Linked DNA regions of Mus musculus: all the other regions are linked to region 3. A link is a contact called in public promoter capture Hi-C data. All regions are on one chromosome and are shown on one strand. Each heading gives the region's core, a stretch centred on a gene start, on an enhancer-like site or on the middle of the called end of the contact. The rest is flanking DNA. Distances are from core to core; before and after follow the strand shown. Region 1 holds the start of Tceanc2 (transcription elongation factor A (SII) N-terminal and central domain containing 2). Region 2 holds the start of Hspb11 (heat shock protein family B (small), member 11). Region 3 holds the start of Prpf38a (PRP38 pre-mRNA processing factor 38 (yeast) domain containing A).

Region 1 (4,788 bases), core at 1,669-4,168, 1.4 Mb after region 3:
CTTACCTTTTTACTCGTTTTTTTTTTTTGTTTTCTCAAATTTTCCTTTTTTCTTGTTTTTGTGACAGAATTTCTCTGTGTAGCCCTAACAGTCCTGGAACTACCAGACTGGCCTCAACTCAGAGATCTGCCTACCTCTGCCTCCTGAGTGCTGAGATTAAAGGTGTGCACCACCATGCCCAGTAGGAGAGTAAATTTTGAGCTGGGTGCAGCAGACAAGACTATAATCTTAGCCCTTGACATTTACTGATAGAGGGAAGAGAACAGAGTTAGCTGGAGGCCATCTTGGACTGTATGTCAAGACAGTGTCTCAAACAAACAGTCTAAAATATGCAGGTATTCCTAGAATTCAGAGGGTGAGGCAAGGATCCTACCAGAGATCCTACCTCAGAAACAAAACAAATTTAAGTCCAGGACAGACAGGGAGCCAATGATTTGGAGTTCTGGTTAAGAACAGCATTAATAAATTAGTGAAAATGACTTATCAATATCACATCAATTATTAGCAACTAGTGAATATTATAATGCCTAAGGCATCTGATTGGCATGGTGCGTGTGTATAGCCCCAGCAGCACCGAGGAACCTGAGGCAGGAAGGCTGAGACTGAACAACCAACCTGAACTGTAGGCAAATCCTGTCTCAAACACAAACACATCCAAGAAATATCCAAAGATTCCTGGTATCCGTATCTTTCAAATTATTTATGTCCCCAGTATTCTGTCTTACTCTACAAATTTCCTAGGAAAGCCTTAAAAGAGGGAACCAAACATTAACATAACATAAAGCAAACCTCAGCCTAATTCTTGGCCAATTGGTTCGGGTAGAATCTTTTGATGATGCAAGCTTTACTGACTGACATCTAAAGAATTCCTCTTACTCCCTGAGGTGAGCAAGGCAAGCCTTACACCCGTGACCCCTGACCTCAGCCTCCAGCAGGCTGTAATTTACAGGTGTCCATGACCATCCCAGCTCTTCATTTCTCCCAACTATTTATTAATTTCTAACTTAGAAATTTTAAGGCTAGCCGGTGCTGCAAGCCTTTAATCCCTGCACTTGGGAGGCAGAGGCAGGAGGATTTCTGAGTTTGAGGCCAGCCTGGTCTACAGAGTGAGTTCCAGGACAGCCAGGGCTACACAGAGAAACCCTGTCTCGAAAAACCAAAAGAAAGAAAATTTAAGGCTAATCTCAGTACAATCTTGTGGCGCCGTTTATGTTTTGCTTGTAATTGATGACCCTCAGATGGGTAAGGGGGACAAAATGCTTGAAGGTACAGAATTTACACTTTTTAATATCAAAGACAGGAAAGCACTTGTCAATATGGAACATTCTAAAGTCACTGGGACTGCCATTCTAGTCACTTTGTACCTTTAGAAGGCAAAGAGGGAGAGCCACAATGGTTAAGCAAATAGCATACAGAAGACAAGGCCAAAAAAAAAAAAAAAAAAAACCACGCGCATCAGCGAAAGCCCTTACAAAGCCAGGTGGGGAGGGGCATAAACCCTAATTATATATGGAAAATGAGTGGGGAGAACCACCAAGCAATTTAGAATGTTGAGTAAACAGAATTCATAAGAAACTGGAAAACAACTTAAGAAGGCAGAATTAAAGGCTAGGCAGCGGCTGCGGGCAGGGACCAGGGTTAGGGATCGGTCTCTCCTCTAGCTACACAGTATAGGTTTTCCGTAGGACAGTAGAATTTCCTGATCCACTCCACGATTCCTTATCTTCTGCACTGAGTGACGTTTATTTTACTTTATTGTTTTTTGAAGACAGACCCCCCCCCCCCCAACCGCCGCCTCACAAAGGCATCCAGTCCCTTGCGGCAGCGTCTCACACACACTCAACACAGACAGGAAGTCCTCCCTTCCACGGTGTCTGGTAACTACTGAGGCTGACTTCACACTTCAGACCGCAAAGGAATTGTCAAGCTTTCTCCGACTCGGGGAACACAACGCGCTTCGTCCCAGAGAGGCGCGCCATCAACCCAGACTGGAAGGCACTATTTTGTGCACGCCTGCGTCCGCGCCATCCTCCCCACCCCCGCGCTGCTAGTTAGGTCAGGACCTCGCGTTCATCCTCCATCTACCCTAGCAAGCGATCGCCTCCCTGGCGGTCCCGCGGGCTCCCAAGGGCTCGCCGATTCCGCACATTTGTGTCCCCCCCCCCAACCCCCAGCCTATCGCCGAGACCTGCAGCACAAACTTCCGGCAATTTCCGCAGGAGCAAGGAAAACTGCAGCTGCACCGAGTGGGCAGCGGCTGAAGCACAGCTTCACCACTAGGGCCCCGGCGCTGACCCCGAGGTGGAACGACGCGAGCTGGGGCACCGAGGGATGAGGGGAACTCGGGACGGATGGGCCCTGCCTACCTTCGGGTAGGTGTGCAAGGGGTAGGTCAGCTGACAGGCCCGGTGACAGGACGCTGTGTCTCCCAGGACCGAGTCAAAGGCTTCGGCCGCTGCAGTCCCCGAGCCTCCGGCCAGCGCCATAGTCAACAGCAGCAGCGGCGGGAGCCCCAGTTGGGCCTGGACCCAAAGCTTCCCCTTTGGCGCCGCCATCTTGTTCCCCTCTGTCACAGCAGCTCGAATTGTTGCTGTTTTCTTTTCAGGCTTTCTCCTTCTTCCGGGCCAGCCCCTTTCCCCGCCCCTCCGGCCCGCGCTTCCGCCTCCGAGAGCTCCTCGGCCCCGCCCCGGTCCGCCCAATCGGCTGCCTCCTGGCCGGTCTCTGGGACGGAAAACCTCTCGTGGGCGGGCTTGGGGACCCGGCCGACCATCTCAGCCTTGGGCTCAGAGCCGCGCCTGCCCCTTTCTCCGTGCCAGGCCGACTGGGGCCAGTAGTTCTCGGCGGCTTGGAGCGAGCTGAGGGGTGTTGCTTCCCTCAACCACAGCTTCCGCACGCCTCGCAGTGCGTTCTGGGAAGTGTAGTTCCTGCGGGTCACCAGCGAGGAACTGGGCCCCGGAAGAAGTGTACAAATAGTTACAACGCGCGGCCCGGGTGGAGGTCCCGAGGAGTCAAGAGACCAAACAGCGTAGGCAGGCTGATTTTCCCGGTGGGTCTCACGTCGAGCTCTGATTGGATAAGCCCTTTCCAGGCCTCCTAGTGCTGGGGCCAAGGCCTTGCTCGTGGAAGGGTTGGGATTCTCTGACACACAACACTGGTTTCTGAAGCAGCTTCTGTATTGCGCCGGGGTCTGGAGATGGTTGTTGTGGGCCTTAGAGTAATTCTTAGGATTGGGGCTGCCGCGGAGTGGGTGTAAAGAGGGGTTCACTGAGCCCAGTGGAACCCTAACTTCATCACAACTCAACCTGAACTGGAAAAGGATTTCAGAAGTCACCCCATTACCCCGGGTAGTGGAATCCAACTCCCTCCCTAGCATGCCCCTCTGGATCTTAGGAACTTAACCCAGGAAGTAAACTTAATTATAGTTTCAGAAGAGATTTCCTCTTTCGAGAAGAAGTCTTATTTCCTGTAAATACCATCCAAAAGCCTTCATAATTCAGACGTGTTTAGAAAATCCAGTCGTGTCACTTCTGGGAATACACATCTCAACCTTAATAAAGTTTCACCCTGTTTCTTGAATAGAATACTCCTCAAGCACCTGAAGGTAGGCGGAGCCCCCAGCAATGGATAAATTCGTCATTCGAACGCCTAGGATCCAGAATAGCCCGAAGAAGAAACTCGGAGAAAAGGTTTACAAGCAAGCCACGATTGAGTCGTTGAAGGTGAGAAGGAATGTGGGGTCAGAGAAAATGTGCACAGGACTGTCATAAAGAGATAGGGCCAACAGGTTCCATTGTAGGGAATCATGACTTTTTGTTAAGCACCCTTCAGGGACCATTTTTCTTTCTTACATACCCTGTACAGACTTTTATCAGTTCCTGTACCTCTGCTACCCTGAATTAATCCAATTCTGGCTTTAGGGTATGGTTGCTAGCTGACAGGATCACTACCCCCCTTTGTTAAGTTTTTTCTTTTTAAGATGAATTTTTATTTATTTATTTTGGTTTTCAAGACAGGGTTTCACTGTGTAGCCCTGACTGTCCTGGAACTCACCTGTAGACCAAGCTGACCTAGAACTCAGAAATCCCCCTGCCTCAACCTCTCAAGAGCTGGAATTAAAGGCTTGTGCTACTATTCCTGGCCAAGATTTATTCTTATGTGTGTCTGTGTCTGTGTGTGGATATGGTCACTAGTGGCTTTGGCTCTCTTTGGAGCTGTAGTGATAGTGATTGTGCACTACCTAAAGTAGAAATTTGAGGTCCTGGAAACTGAACTAAAGTCCTCTGCAAGAGCAGTATGTGGCAGGAATTCTAGTAGAATCATTGGATCTAGGGAAAACATTAGGATGAAATAGCTGTTGTTCACTCTGTCTAGGGTAAACATCAGAATGAGTGGCTGTGTTCTAGAAGTACTTGGACCTTTAAGAAATCAAGCTGACAGCGATTGTTTTCTGTTAGCTATAGACTTGTTTTTCTGAAGGAGCTGTACAGCCTTTGGTCACAAGACAATTCTGGGACACTTAGAACATCCTGCATTATTGAGCATTGCAAACAGTACACTATAAAGGCTAAACTTGCAGGGGTGTGATGTTTTCCTTCACAAAACATCTCTCCAGCCCTGTTGTTTTTGCTTTTGCATGGCTTTTTGTGGTTCGGTCCACAGAGGCTGGACCTCCTCCTGCCAGCAAGGCCTTAATATGTCCTGCAGTGTCTCTCTTTCTCCAAATGACCTGTGAGACTCAGAACACCGACAGCAACACCTGCTCTCAACCACCCCTGAGCCATCATCTCT
Region 2 (4,616 bases), core at 1,191-3,690, 1.3 Mb after region 3:
CAGGGAGCCTGGGCTACATAGTAAACTCCAGGCCATCCTCAGCTACAGAATAAGATCCTATTGTCAAAGGAAGCGGGGAGCAGAATTAAATAAAGGTATTTGAAATAACATCATTGTTAAATATGGGCATAAGAAGTGTGCTTATCAATTCTGTAGACATGACAAAGCTGAGATGTCAGCTTATATGCTAAGTAATAGAACTGGCCCTCAAAAGAAATGCTGGAGGGGCAGGGGCGTATAATACAGTTGTATAGCCTGTGCTTAGCATGTTCATGACCCTGGGTTCAATGAAGGAGAGGGAGAGAGGCAAAAAGAAAGGGAGAGAAAGTGAACAAGATAGAACAGTTTCATTGGCACAAGGTTATATCCATCAATTTACATATTGTCTATGGCTGCCTTTGTATGGCAGAACTGAGTAGCTGTCACAGACTATAAAGCCTAAAATATTGTTTGGCCTTTTATGACCCTTGATCTAGATGTATTAAAATTTAACTTGTTTAGTCCATGACAAAAATCAACATAAGACAAGACTAAGACAAGACTGGCCCAAAGGTAAAATTTAAAAGTGTTATTTAAAAAAAAAAAAAGTATTATTTTAGATTTACTAAAAGTTAGGCTGAAGGTGTAGACAATGGGAAAGTGACACTGGGCAGGCATGGGCCCCAGGCCTGATACCCAACAGCCAATAAAAACGCAACTTAAGAAGTTAAAGAGGTAGCACATTCCATCAGTAAGGGGTCCACGGGTACTAAGGGCCCAGGCACTTATAATGCTGATACAGCAAGCTGATCACACACACACACACACACACACACACACACACACACAACTAGTGGCTGGGTGCTAACAATGTGATTCACACCTAGAGTACGGTGCTCAGTTCAGAACCTCTCAAAGACATGATTAAGGTCCATACTGTTCGGGGCAGATTAAAAAAAAAAAAAACCAACTCATAAGCATGCTCCTCCAAATGAATAAATGTAATAAACATTTTTTAAAACTTCCAGTGCCCCCTCCAGTTATGCATACATTAAAGATGTACATCCCCTGCAAAAGGTTGACAAAATTGTGGTGTTTTTATATTTTCTAGTTTTACTATCAAAATTGGTGTGAATGTCTCAAAACAGGTAAATACAGGATATATATCTCATGTGGATAAATAATGTATAAGGGAGCATAATACATTTTCAAAAAAATTACAAGTCAGGGGTGATGCCCCATATACTGTGTAGGTCAAGGCTGGAGGATTAGAAGTGAGTTTAAGGTTTTCCTGGGCTAGAATAGACCTGCTCTCAAAAAACCAAAATAAATAAAAGAGTTACCATCTAGGGAAATGTTCTCATATCTATGTATATAGTAGATGAATAAGATACAGTGTGTTCTCTTCAAATTTTCAGGTTTTTTTTTACCTTATTCTTAAATGATCTAAGGAAAAAGCAAACAAGCACTTTAATACAGTGAATATAAAGCACTTTAATAAAAAATGAATATACCTGAACTACCAATATCTGTTCTTTAAAACCAGGGGCAGAGATTTGGCTTTCATTAAGGTTTTGTTGCAGTTAATGAGAAAGAGGCAAACCAATCCCAAGAAACCCATAAAACCACCCAGCAGACATGTTTCCACACAGCTCCAAGATGGAGGTTTGAGAGGCAATGCTTGATCTAAGCGAGGATGAATACCCTCAGGGACTCTCTACCAAAGTGGTAGTAGGCTCTAGGACACCATCCATCCTTCTGGGTTTTACAGACAGGGACGGTGGATTCCCTACCCTTTCCCAGGGCCATTGATTTTCTCTTTAAATATACAGTGTAGCCCTTTCTGGTACTTCTTTCAGAAAACCTCTGGGTCACGTCCTGGGTTGATTTTCTCCTTGACCAGCACCTTTGGGTCTGTGTGCTCTTACATCTGCCTGCCCCAAATCCTTTCCTACAGCATCCACTGGTAGCTCTGGTGTAAATTTAAAACCGGTCATTCTCTTTCTCCCATAATGGCAGCCCGGACACAGTCCTCTCACCTCCAAGACTCAAATAATTTCAAATAACGTAAATGCACCCACATTGACTTTAAATATTATTCCTGTTTGAGGTTGGACCGTGCTGATAATGTGTTACGTTTGGCATATTAACTGTCATTTGTAATTGTTCTTCCTTCTGAGGGTCAAAGCATCATTTCAGGGCACTAAAAGTTCTTGGGGAGGGGGGCCTAGAGAGAGGCCAGGCCCTAATCACTCTGTTCTCTCCCAGCGACATCGCTGCTCCACCCGCGGTCACCCGCCGCGCGTCTCCTCACAACCGGTTCCTTCCCGCCCGCAACCCTCCGCCGGCCTCGCCACCGGGCTCCCACCTCTTCGGTGCCCGCCCACCGTGCTGCACGGACCCGCTCGCCTGGGCCTTGGGTAGCTCCGCGAAAGGACCGGGTCCGCTCGCGATCCCCGCCCGTCACGCCCCGCCCGGCCCTGGCCCCGCCCCGCCTCGCTTCGCTTCGCTCCCGCCCCGCCTCAGCCTCAGAGGAGTTCCCAGGCGCGCGCCCTGCGCAGCCCCGCCCCGCCCTCTCCTGGCAGGGGCTCCGCCTAGAAGCGCCACCTCACTTGCGCGTCTTTCCTCAGGACTACCTTTACATTGCATTGCCTCGGGGAGGTGGGGGGGCCTCCAAGAGATCTCGGGGGACATGCCCTCGCGCGGGCACGCACACGCACGGCCCCGCCCCGCCCCTTTCACCCTTCCTGCGACCGCCCGGCTTTCTCAGCTCGGCTGTCCCAACCCACTCCCGGCCCCGCCCCGCCACATGCCCCGCCCACTCCAGATCAGACCACGCCCCTCATGCCGGCCCCGCGCACGCGCGCCTACCCAGCCGAGTTCTTTTCCCCCCCCACCCCTCCCTGCTGGTACCTCAGTCCCGCGGCGCCAGGTCGCCCCCAGCCCCTCCCTCTTGCCACCCTCTGTGTGTGTCCCACCCTCACGGGCTTTGTGGCCTAGGTTGCCGAGCCGCTTCCCGGTCAGCCGCTCAGTGGAGGAAGGAGCCGCCAGTGAGGTGCAGCCGCTCGCTGCCCCGGGCAGGGGCACAGGTAGGTGGCGGCCGCGGGCCGGGCCGCTCGCCGAGCCTCAGGCAGCGCGTGGGTGCGGGGGCGGAGTGTGAGGGGCTGGGGGAGGGGAAAGGCCCTAGGGACGAGGTAGAGCTCGCGGTGGGAGGGGTGGGAGGATGAAGAGGTAGGGGTGCCTGAGGTGGGCTTAAGGGTGGGGTCCGCGGCGTCCCGGGTTAGACTGAGGGTGTGTGAGAATTTAGGGTTCTGGGCGGGAGAGGGAGCGGATTTAGCTTAGGTGGACTTGGGGAGAAGCTTGGGTGGGAGTGCCGGGAAAGGGGGAAAGAAAAGGGGTTGAGGAGTGCACCAAGGGAAGGAGCTAGGGTTGGAATAGGGGGAGGGGTGGGGCGGGGGGGGGCAGGGAAGAAACTAGTTGAGGCCGTGGATTGGGAAGTTGGAGATAGTGAGGCGTGAAGAAAGGGGAATCTGAAGGTTGAGGACGCAAAACCGGGAAAGAGATGGGGAGACTAGGGTGCTAAGAGGAACCTCGATGGTGAGAGGAAGACTCGTGAGGAGGGAGAGAAGGATGGGGGCTGGAGACGGGTCGCTAGAAGACAGGTGGAGGCGGGGTTGAGTCTTTTGAGGGGCACGGGAGAGTCTGGGATGTGAGGAAGATGGGTAGAAGATCTGGGAGTGAATGGGGAAGGTTAGAATTTGGGGGGTGGGGGACTGAAATTTTTTCTGTTTGAAAAGCTAAAGAGTGGGTAAAACTATCAAGATGTGGGAGAGATTAGCTTGCTCTTGGACAAAGTATGGGCCCGGATAGGACATGAGTTTCTGCAGTTTGGGGGAGAAGGCAGGTAGGGAAGTGGCAAGTTACAGGGAAAAAAGAAGTAGTGGGAAATTGAATAATGGCGGTGACACAGAACAATGAAGATGGATTGTTAGTTGGTTAGAGATACTTTGGAACTACTTTCTCTTCGGATTTCTTCCTATGTTAAGAAAAAGTCTTTAAAAACCACTACATTTTCAAATGAGCCAAAGGTGTCTGCAGTCTTGAGATGAAGGTAGTGGGTTGACAGATGTTTTCCTGGTGTGTGGATATGGCGGATTTCTGCCCTGGCAGAGTGAAGGGGGAGCGCTTCATCCTTGAGTGAGCCCTGGTTCTGTTTCCACCCACTCTTCCTCAGATGACCACTGTTTTTTACTATAGTCCCTGCCCTCTTAACTCCCAGTTTGAGCCATTGTGAGTTCCAGAGAGATCAAATGGCCGGTGATGTTAATTTTGAGTGTTTTAAGAATATTTTTAAGGCTGATGTTGTATTTTTATTCTTGAGATACAAGTGGGAAGATCTTGTGCTTTGGAATTACACAGACCTGTGATTGAATTCAGGCTCTCTCACTTAGGAGTTGTGAGCCTTAAGTTCCTTCATTTCTCTGAGGCTCTTCATCCATAAAGTGGCAATACTGACCTCATAGGATCAGTGATTGCATGACATCATTTTATGTTGTACCTTACAGTGCTTGTTAGCTTGTAGGTATATAAAAAATGGTAGCTTTCAGTCACATCTGGAATCATTATTGTTGATCATT
Region 3 (4,448 bases), core at 761-3,260:
TAAATCTATCTTCCTTGTTTTTTTTTTCAAGTACTGTGTCATAGCAACAGAAAGTTGGCAAACACATGCACACAAAATGTAGGATTCCTCACAAAATGAAAAGATGACAAGTTAGATGCCTACAGTACAAAAGGCCTGCTACCTGCTGTCCTTAGGACTTCTTTCCAGAAATCCTAATTATTCATCAACTTTCCACTGAGGAATGACACTCATATAAAAGCATGTTGAAATGCTAATACACAGCTCAATCAACTACTCTTCCACACACCCCCAACCCCCCCCCTCCATCAGCAAAATGATTTTGATTATCAGCAAAAATGGTGAATGGACTGGGGAGCCAGGAGGATTGGTTTGGCAAAGAGAAGAGTTTGACTTCTAGCGATATCCATGGAAGGACACCACAAGTCTGAACCCAGTACAGGAACCATACCCAATGCAAAAACATAAAAGGAACCTTAATAAAAGTTAAGCCCAAACTCTTGACACATGTACCTCATTTAAATCTTTAAAGTAACCCCAGAACAATGTAAATTCATAGAAGATGCTCAATAATAAATATTTGCTAATGAAAGGGAGATGTTATCTTTGTACAAGTTAAGTCTGAACAGTCAGATACCAATAAGCTACCTTACCTTATGTATCATCGTATCACCTGTGAAAATAGTATTTACTTCTGGCAGCTTATTATATACAGTAATATATACAGCTTCCCAATCAGAGTGGCAGGTCCACCGGACCCATTTCCTAATCCACAAAATGGAAAAATAGTATCTCTTTTTATTCAACCAATATTATTTGAGGCCTGTGTGCTAAGCACTGTTCTAAGATAATCAGACTAAGAGAAAATACGGTATGATAAACCAATGCCCATCCTACTGTAGCCAACTATTGAAACAATGGATTCCAAGAAGTTTGACTTGTCCCCAGAACTTCATCCTGAAGCCAGAGGAACAACTTGTCTATAGGAAGGATTAGCAACAACAGTCTGGAGGAGCCTCTCAGGAGAGGGGGCTGAGATGTGTGTCTATAAGTGTTCCAGGACAAACGGGGCTACAGAGAGAAACTCTGTTTTGAACCCCCCTCCCGCACCTTCCCCAATCTAATTCTGAAAAAACAGGGTGTGGTGGTGCATGCCATTAATTCTAGGGCCTGAGGCAGAGGCAGTCTCTAAATTCGAGACCAGCCTGGTTCTGAGCAAGCTACAGGACAGCCGGCTCTACACAGAAAAATGTCTAAAAACCATTACAGTAGAAAATAATTACGATTATTCGACTTCTATGGAAAACTAAAAAGACCTCGTGACAGGAATCTCACAGCTCAAAGCTTAGAACTCCCAATTTCTCCAATTGTTAAGAGAAGGCTAGACCCAAGAAAGTAGAATACGAGCCATTAGATGTTTTCTCCAGTGATTGGAGATGAAAGCTCACTTAAGGGCAAGCCATGTGGAGAGGAGACGCCAAAGTCCCAGAAAGTGACTTAGAGAAAGTCTGTCTCTGGGCGGAATCACCAGTAAAGCGGAGAGCAACACCAGCTCCGCGGTTCCAGAGGAAAGGTTGCGAGTGCTTTTCAGAAGCAGTGCACGCGGAGAGCCAAAGCCTTAGGCTCCCCACCGAGGGCCGGCGCCACCCGCTTCTCCGAGGTCTCCTTCAGTGCAGGAAGTGTTCCTGGAGCTCCGGGGAGGCGAGAAGGTTTACAGGCTTGCGAGCGGTGCCGGCACCGACGGCCCTAGGTGCACGTGTATGCAGTCCGTGGACAACGACCCGCACTCACCTCGCCGACGCTTTGCAGTCCAGGCACTGGAGTAGCTGGGGGACGCTCGCTCGTCCAGGTCTGGCTCCTCCGGGAGACCACGGCTACAACACGTAGTCCCAGCTCTCAGCTGACTAAGAACTGAAGGCACAGGAGAAAACTTTTCGCGCCACTAACCGAAACCCCGCCCACAGTGTGATTCTGATTGGCGTTTCGGACACTCGCCACGCCCTCCCGGGGGTTCATGACGTACTTCCGCCAATTTGCTTGGGCCCTCTCTGGTGCGGGGTGTGCGTATTCCGGCGAAAGAGTTCTACGCCACAGCTTCCGGTACGAAGCTGGTGGCTTTCCGCGGTCGCAAGGGATTCCTTAATGTTTCCCTAGCCTCCGGTAGTCCTTTTTTTTTTTTCCCTTCTTTTAAATAAATACTGAATGTGACGTATTAAGCAAGCCGACGGAAATAGAATTGAAAGAGTTCTAAAATGGCGAACCGTACAGTGAAGGATGCCCACAGCATCCATGGCACCAACCCTCAGTATCTGGTGGAGAAGATCATCCGGACGCGAATCTATGAATCAAAGTACTGGAAAGAAGAGTGTTTTGGACTTACAGGTGAGCGACAGCGCGCAGCCCGCGTCTCGGCTTACGGGTGGTTTCTTCTGTCTGAGTGAGGAAGGACGGACCCTTTGGGGGTGATACTGGAAGAGTATGTCAACTATTCATATAAACTGCTCTGTGCCTGGACTTGTACTAGACGGGACACAGACAAATCTGACACGATCTTTTTCTCTTTTCTCTTTTTTCTTTTCCGTTTTCCGAGACAGGGTTTCTCTGTAATAGCCCTGGCTGTCCTGGAGAACTGCTGGCTTCGAACTGCCTCTGTCTCCCGAGTGCTGGAATTCAAGGAATACACCAGCACCGCAGGGCTCACCGGTCTTTCCTTCTTTCTTTCTTTCTTTCTTTCTTTCTTTCTTTGGGGGGGGGGGGGGGTGGGCTCCGAGACAGGGTTTCTCTGTAGCCCTGGCTGTCCTATGTCCTGGAACTCACTTTGTAGACCAGGCTGTCCTCGAACTCGAACTCAGAAATCCGCCTGCCTCTGCCTCTGCCTCCCAAGTGCTGGGATTAAAGGCGTGCGCCACCACGTCCTGCTTGACCGGTCTTTCTTTTTTTTGTTTTGTTTTTCGAGACAGGGTTTCTCTATAGCCCTTGCTGTCCTGGAACTCACTTTGTAGACCAGGCTGGCCTCGAACTCAGAAATCCACCTGCCTCTGCCTTCGAGTGCTGGGATTAAAGGTGTGCGCCACTACACCCGGCTTGACCGGTCTTTCTTGATGCTGAAGGATTTCTTTAGTTTTTTTTTTTTTTTTTTGAGCCATTCCATTTTTTTAAATTAATTAATTTATTTGTTTATTTATTTATTGATAGTCTGCTGGGTCCTAGATTGTTTATCTCAGGGACCAGATAAGGGTTCCTTTAATGCAGCTTGAAGATGTTCAAGGAACTTCACCATTCCTATAATAAAATTCTTGCTGTTCTTAAATGGGTCAGTAGTTTCATTTTTGACCTGCTTCCCCTAGTCCTTTAGGTTTCTGTTTTGTTTTGGGGTTTTTTTGTTGTTGTTTTTTTCCCCTGAGACAGGGGGCCTTGGATGGCCTGGAACTCTCTTGAACACACAGAGATTCATCTGCCTTCCCCTTCTGGTCCCTAGGATTAAAGGCATGAGCCACCTCGCTGGCTCCTAAGTTTTTTAGAGTGGCTCTCTGTCAGCTGTCGTAGCTTTGTTCAGCTTCACCTGGTGTGACTCTGGCTGTGGTTCTTGAGCATGTAAAATCACTTAAGCTCTTTTTTGTTCTCATTATCCTTAGCTGGAAGCCAGGACAATGATTATTTGTTTTTTTGTTTTGTTTTAGACAGGGTTTCTCTGTGTAGTCCTGGCCCTGGCTGTCCAGGAACTCACTCTGTAGACCAGGCTGGCCCTGAACTCACAGAGATGTGCCTGCCTCTGTCTCCCGAGTTCCGGCATTAAAGTTGTACACCACCCCAGACCAGCATCTGGTAGTAATAAGAGGACTTTTCCCTCATAATTTGTTGTATAAAGATTGAGGACTCATGAGTCCCACCCTTCCTTGATGGACTAAACAATTAATGGAGACTGGGACGAGGGGTCTGTCTCTCTCTGTAGTGCTGTAGTTCCAGGCATATGTAGCCCTGGCTGTTCTAAAACTCACTCTGCAGACTAGGCTGCCTCAGACCCAGAGATCTGCTTACCTCTGCCTCCTGAGTGCTGGGACTGAGCAATCATCACCATGCTCAGGGTTTTTTGTTTTTTTCCTTTTTAAGGCTGTTATTAATAAGCTCTTGTTCTCTTAATATTAAATTCTTATTGACTATTTAGGAACTCTAAACCTTTAGCTATTTAACCTTCCAACCAAGAAAAACTAAGGCCAAGAAAAACTAAAGCCTTTAATATGTCTAAGATGTATGTCACTTTGTTTTTGGCTGTTTCAGCTGAACTTGTAGTGGACAAAGCCATGGAGTTAAAGTTCGTTGGTGGTGTGTATGGTGGAAACATAAAGCCAACTCCTTTTTTGTGTTTAACCTTGAAAATGCTTCAGATTCAACCTGAGAAGGATATCATTGTTGAGTTCATAAAAAATGAAGATTTCAAGTGAGTATGTTAACAAGTACAACACTTCTAG

Evidence for each region. Promoter capture Hi-C pulls out the DNA fragments that hold promoters and counts their contacts. Capture Hi-C pulls out chosen DNA fragments and counts their contacts.
Region 1: a contact with region 3 is called in a promoter capture Hi-C map of pre-B cells, with 4 times the contacts expected there. The contact joins the promoter of Tceanc2 here to the promoter of Prpf38a in region 3. A contact is called at or near these places in 6 of 39 promoter capture datasets (the C10 cell line, hippocampal neurons, liver and 2 more), 1 of 484 Hi-C or Micro-C datasets (CD4 T cells) and 1 of 9 other capture datasets (adipose tissue).
Region 2: a promoter capture Hi-C map of adipose tissue shows a contact between it and region 3, with 2.6 times the contacts expected there. The contact joins the promoter of Hspb11 here to the promoter of Prpf38a in region 3. A contact is called at or near these places in 3 of 39 promoter capture datasets (hippocampal neurons, neutrophils and pre-B cells) and 1 of 9 other capture datasets (adipose tissue).

What each region holds. Positions count from the first base shown.
Region 1 is chr4:107,176,496-107,181,283 of GRCm38.p6, reverse strand. It overlaps Tceanc2 (transcription elongation factor A (SII) N-terminal and central domain containing 2), which reads left to right and starts at 2,918. Exons shown (of 5, transcript NM_025617.2): 1 at 2,918-3,046; 2 at 3,580-3,719. The coding sequence starts at 3,621. It overlaps Tmem59 (transmembrane protein 59), which reads right to left and starts at 2,654. Exons shown (of 8, transcript NM_029565.3): 1 at 2,367-2,654. The coding sequence starts at 2,555.
Region 2 is chr4:107,251,727-107,256,342 of GRCm38.p6, reverse strand. Hspb11 (heat shock protein family B (small), member 11) reads right to left here and starts at 2,440. Exons shown (of 6, transcript NM_028394.3): 1 at 2,348-2,440. It overlaps Lrrc42 (leucine rich repeat containing 42), which reads left to right and starts at 2,810. Exons shown (of 8, transcript NM_029985.2): 1 at 2,810-3,068.
Region 3 is chr4:108,576,898-108,581,345 of GRCm38.p6, reverse strand. It overlaps Prpf38a (PRP38 pre-mRNA processing factor 38 (yeast) domain containing A), which reads left to right and starts at 2,010. Exons shown (of 10, transcript NM_172697.3): 1 at 2,010-2,361; 2 at 4,258-4,417. The coding sequence starts at 2,232. It overlaps Orc1 (origin recognition complex, subunit 1), which reads right to left and starts at 1,892. Exons shown (of 17, transcript NM_011015.2): 1 at 1,771-1,892.